Regions from separate parts of the Mus musculus genome. Here region 2 is linked to region 1. The links are chromatin contacts, called in public Hi-C maps. All regions are on one chromosome and are shown on one strand. The core of a region is the stretch at or near the end of the contact, and the rest is flanking DNA. Distances in the headings are between cores, read along the strand shown. Region 1 has its middle 14 kb from the start of Gm34759. Region 2 holds the start of Zfr (zinc finger RNA binding protein).

Region 1 (2,672 bases), core at 121-2,620:
ATCCATCCATCCATCCATCCATCTATCTATCTATCTATCTATCTATCCATCTATCCATCTATCTCAGGTGGGGCATCAGTTCTCTCCCTCTGCCATAGGTTCTGGGGATTCAGTCAGGTTGTCAGGTGTAATCACAAGTGCTTCACCTACTGAATCTGGGACATCTTCCTGCCACTATAATAATAAAAAGTGTGTGTGTGTGTGTGTGTGTGTGTGTGTGTGTGTGTGTGTGTGTCTGTGTCTGTGTGTGCTCGTGTGTGTGTGTGTGTGTGTGTGTGTGTCTGTGTGTGTGTCTGTGTCTGTGTGTGCTCGTGTGTGTGTGTGTGTGTGTCTGTGTGTCTGTGTGTCTGTGTGTCTGTGTGTGCATGTGCATGGCCAGTCTGTGCTCCCCCACCCCCAACCCTCTGAAACTGGGACCTACATTATGACAGTGGGTACGAGTCTGCACTTCCTGCCTTCAGAGACACATTACTTTTCTTCCTTGTTTTGGAAACTGATAGCCAGCTCTGCAGTATGTGGGTGTCTTTAATAAACAAAATGAAGTGTTACTCAGGGGTGCACAATGTGGCACACAGACTGAGGTATCTGGATGTTTCCTCCTAGGCAGCCATCTCCCCTGATAGCAACAGTATGGGGTGGTGGGTGGGCGGCTTGTTCTCTCTCTCTGATTCTGGTGAGAGGGGTTCGTTCCCACCGCGCAGGCTTAAGTACTCCTCCTCTTCCTTCGAGTTGGGTGCACTGCTAACTGAAGCAATTGCTTGCACTGGAAGGTCCCTGTGCCTCACATCAGATGGAGGGCTTTTCTCACACTGTGGTGAAAGAAAGGTTTCCTTTGCTGTTGTGGGTACCAGGCCTCCTGTGATGCTAGCAGCCATTGCCTCTGGCTTGTTCTGTGAAACCTTGCCTGAGATTCAGGCCAAAGAAGAGGCTCTGCTGAGTAAGGAAGAGAAGGATCCTAAGGACACTTGGTGGTCTGGATTCAGTACTACCCCATGCACGCCATCTTAGTCCTGACCCCCGTGCCTTTGCTTTTAACCACTCTGCAATTACACTTGCTGTCCCGAGTGCCCCACCTCATAAAGGCGACTTTAGAAAACCCAAGAGGTTTGTCCAAGTCTCTGGGCCAGACAGAACAAATAAGAACTGCTGCTAGCGGTATTCTCTGGCAGGCAGCCCGAGGGCTTATTTCCAGATCACGTTTGACTCTCCGTGTACAACTGCCTCTGAGAGAGAGGTCCAGCCAGAAGCTGGCATAGAGAACTCAGCTTAATAATCACCATGTTCGGTTTCTGGGCTATTGTATAGCTGTGTTCTCTGAGGACAGCCGGAACAAAACATGAATGCGCAAGAAGGTTCGACTGCATTCAAGAAGCCAGGGCCTCCACTTGTCCTGTATGCAAAAGCGATGATTGCTCTCAGACTCCCTGGGAGAGACAGCTCTTGGCTCCCGCACAGGAGCCACTGTGAAAATGTTCCCTGAATGGAAAGCAGCAGGAAGCAGCTGTTAAGGGAATGGACAATTAGAAAGGAGAGGCCACTTTAATATTTTATCCTCTGGCCAGCAAGGGCTGCTGGATTGCTTCTGTTGTGCTGGGGCTGGAAACTGGAATGAAAGGCAAAAATTCATGCCCTCGGAAAGCACGGTTCTGGGTTAGGAGTGGGCAAGAAAACCAAAGGGTAAATAGTGCAAGCAGTGTACACATACGGAGATACAGTAATAGAAGAATGTAGTCCACCAACAGCGTTTTCTCTTCCTTTGCTGGAATGCCGTTCATTCCAGGAGAACGGATGCCCAGGTAGGACCAGTACAAACTGTGATTTTTAAGCCAGTGATTCAAAATTCTGGGCTTGTTGAAACGCAGAATTCTGAACTCCATCCCGGAGGTTTTGGTTCAGTAACTCCAGGCAAGACCAATGAAGCCGCATTTCTAGTAAGTTCCAGAGTGATGCAGATGTTGCTGGCCTGAGGATACTCGATGAAGCATAATTATCCTACTGATTTGATCTGGACCATGTATTTACAGGTCTGTGACATCAAAATCAAAGACTTGAAGAATCAATCACATACAGATGGCAAAGTACACAGAGCAAACCCACTGTCAAAGAGAGCAGAGGACTCCTTGAGATGAATCCTCAAAGGATCTGGGGGCATGGCTAAGTAGGTACAACAACAACAACAACATACTTGCTGCCCAGGCCTAACAACATGAGTTTAAACCCTAGATCCCACCGTAGAAGAACCAACTCTTAAATAATATTCATGGACTTCTACATACATGCTGTAGCGTGTGTGTGTGTGTGTGTGTGTGTGTGTGTGTGTGTGTGTGTAATTAGGTTCTACCACCTTCTACCTCAACAGTCAGCTCCATAGCACTGCCTCCATCCTGTCGCCCCCAACACACTCCCTTCTCCCCATCTCAAACTCCCACCACTTCTTGGCCTGTTTTACTGTCTTTTGTAATCTTCACTTAGCAACTGTGGTATTTTATTTGAAGTAGGAAAGGTTTTCTTTTCTCTCTCTCTCTCTCCCTCCCTCCCTCCCTCCCTCCTTACCTCCTTCCCTCCCTCCCTCCCTCTGTCTCTGTCTCTATATCTCTGTCTCTCTCTCTCTCCCTTTCTCCCCCTCCCTCCCTCCCTTCTTCCTCCCAGGGTTAGAGTCGAAATGGATCCAA
Region 2 (2,672 bases), core at 124-2,623, 51 kb after region 1:
AGAGAGAGAGAGAGAGAGAGAGAGAGAACGATCGCTAGCTCAGGTCATCTCAGCTCCATCCCTAGCAGTAGAAAAGAAATGGGCGGGGGGGGGGGGGGTGGAGGTGGGGGAGGTGTGACTGAAAATGGCCTGAGACAATACAGAGATAACACTAAAGCATCTGTAATGAAGACACAGTTGCATGCAGTAAAGAACTATTTATAAAGTATTGATCCTGACCCAGGGAGACCTGGCACTCTTTTGAAGCTCAGGTAAGGAGTGAATAGGTGGGTAGTTTCTATTTTGAAACACTGTCTCCCTCTGTAGTGTAGGCAGGTCTAGAACTCTGGGAAATCCTCCTGTCTCAGCCTCTCCAATGATGGGATTTATAGGTGTATGCCCCTCTACCCAGGAAATCTAAGACTCTCACAAAGACATTTGAACTGGTCATCCCCGCACTCAGTTCTAGCCAGAGTGACTTCCTTGATACTCTATAGACTTCTCCACTGCCCTTCCTCCAGGTAGCTACCTGGGTGGTTTTCTTGCTTCTGTCAGGTCTCTATTCCAGGGCTTGCCCTAACCGCCCGAACTCCCCTTATCTTCATTGTCCTGTTTTTATTCCTAATACTCCAGTCCCACCCACCACATTTTCTATGTTTTTGGCTCTAGTGTGTCATAAGACTTCCCAGAACAAAAATTCCATGTGAACAGGGATTTTGTTTTGCTCCTACAACATGTCACGTTTCGTTTCTGGCATCTACAACGCCCAACACCTTGTTGGGGGCCGCCAACATGACCCTGAAAGGCTCCTTGTCTGTGAGGTGGGGCGGGGTCTTGGCAAAATGTGTGACCCCTGTGACAGGCAGGGTTCTGGGCAGATGCTTGGTGCAGCACTTCCTCTGCTCTTTTCCCCCCCATCGTTGTCTCCTCCCCTTTCCAAAGGCCAGTGACAAGCAACAGGAATTAGGCCAGCTCAAATGTTAATGGAAATTAAAGGAGAGAGGAGGGCTGAAAGAGAGAACAAACGCAGCCGCAAAAGTAAAGGAAACCGGTGAAAAAGTAAGGCGGCGAAAAGGCCAACAGACGTCACGCTATCTGGTCACGCTGCCCGACTCCCCCGCGGCCGAGCGAGGCGCTCTTCCTCCGCCTTGTAGCCTCCCTGCAGCGGGTGCGAGTCACCATCGCTTAGGATAAGGCCGGGCCCGTAGTCCCACGAGAGAACCCCACATCCGCACCCCAGAAATCCGCTCCTCGGGGGGCCCTGCGCCAGCCCCCGGGTGGGGGGTGGGGGGGTTGGCGCGGGGCGTAAGGACTACATCTCCCAGGATGCATCGCACTAGCGCGCTTGCGCGGTGCGGCCGGCGGCGGCGGTCTGTTCTCCGCTGAGGAGGAGTGGGGCAGAGGAGGGAGGCAGCGGGTGAGAGTTCAGAGTTCAGCAGCAGCAGCCCGAGCCCATGATTCCCATATGCCCTGTAGTTTCTTTCACCTATGGTGAGTCTAAATGTGGCCCGTGGAGGCCTCTGCCATGCCCTGCCCCGGCCCTGGGCGGCGGGTAGGCGCGGGGGTTGGGGCCAGCTCCGGGGAGGAGGCGGCGGCCGCCACCCGGGCGTGCGAGTGAGTGAGGGAGTGCGGGGAGGGAGGCGGACGGCGGCGCGGCCGCGGTCCCCGCCGGCCAGGGCGGCTTCTCACGGCCCCTTTTCTCTCCCTTGCCATCCCTCGGCACCCCGACCCCTTGACGGCTGCCCTCCCGCCATGGGACCTGACTCTCCGTGCCCGCCGCAGTGCCCAGCCGGCTGGGGGAAGATGCCAAAATGGCGACCGGCAACTACTTTGGATTCACCCACAGCGGGGCGGCGGCGGCGGCGGCTGCGGCCCAGTATAGGTAACGGCTCCCCGCCTTCTCCCTTTTTCCTCTTCCCTCCGCGCCCCGCGGTCCGGCTCCCGCCGACGCTCCGGCCCCGCGGCCGCATCCGCCCCCGCCCCCGCCGCACCGCCCCGAGAGCCCGGGTCCCCGCGGCAGGCGCGGCCGGGAGCCCCCCGCACCCTCCCCACACCCGCCCTTCCCTGCCGTGTCGCACTCGGCCTCCGGCTCCGGCGGACAGCGGCCCCCGGAGGGGCCGAGACGGGGGAGGGATGACTGCGGAGGGGTTGGGGACGTGGAGGGCCTTGGACGGCCCCGGAGGTAAAATGGCCTCCCGCGGCCTTGGAGCGGAGCCGAGCCGCCCGCTGCGGCCCCTCGGCTTCCCGGGTCCCCGCCTCCACCCTGTCACCCCCCCACCTCTTATCTTCCCTTTGGCTCGGGGAATGGAGAGAGAGTGAGCCGAGGGGCCTCGCGCGGAGTGCGGAGTCAGCGGCCTCTACCGCGACGCCCCCGGAGCCCAGATCACACAGCAGGTCTTTGTCGGTACCTTCCCTTGGCCCTGGGTCCCCGACGCCACCAACCACCCCCCTGCCCCCAGCCCCTCAGATTAACTGCCACTTTGCCAGCGTCATCGCCTCCATCTCATTCCCTTTGGGTTTTCTTGCTCGCGGAGATGTTAATATGCCAACCACCTGTGAATCGTTTAGCTGTTAGACCGAAAAAGATGTGCGAAGTTCCTAGGGTAGATGATGCGTGTGTAGCCTTTGGAGCCATTGAGGACGGCTCCAAGTGGACCGGTGGTTCTCCTTTGAGGTCTTCCCCCCTGCCCCTC

Evidence for each region. A called contact is a pair of places that touch in the nucleus more often than the background predicts.
Region 2: a contact with region 1 is called in a Hi-C map of uterus, with 1.6 times the contacts expected there. The contact joins the promoter of Zfr here to the enhancer-like site in region 1. A contact is called at or near these places in 2 of 484 Hi-C or Micro-C datasets (nephron progenitors and uterus) and 4 of 115 datasets of contacts at active chromatin or transcription factors (CD8 T cells, embryonic fibroblasts and embryonic stem cells).

The regions. Positions count from the first base shown.
Region 1 is chr15:12,065,386-12,068,057 of GRCm38.p6, forward strand. No RefSeq gene overlaps it. Among named protein-coding and RNA genes, the nearest start is that of Gm34759, 14 kb to the right of the region's middle. Within about 2 kb of position 1,371, at least 84 of the 459 cell types and tissues checked have an H3K27ac peak or open chromatin away from gene starts, as enhancers often do. A contact at or near this core is called in CD8 T cells and uterus, where this site is marked.
Region 2 is chr15:12,116,478-12,119,149 of GRCm38.p6, forward strand. Zfr (zinc finger RNA binding protein) reads left to right here and starts at 1,374. Exons shown (of 20, transcript NM_011767.2): 1 at 1,374-1,470; 2 at 1,762-1,861. The coding sequence starts at 1,434.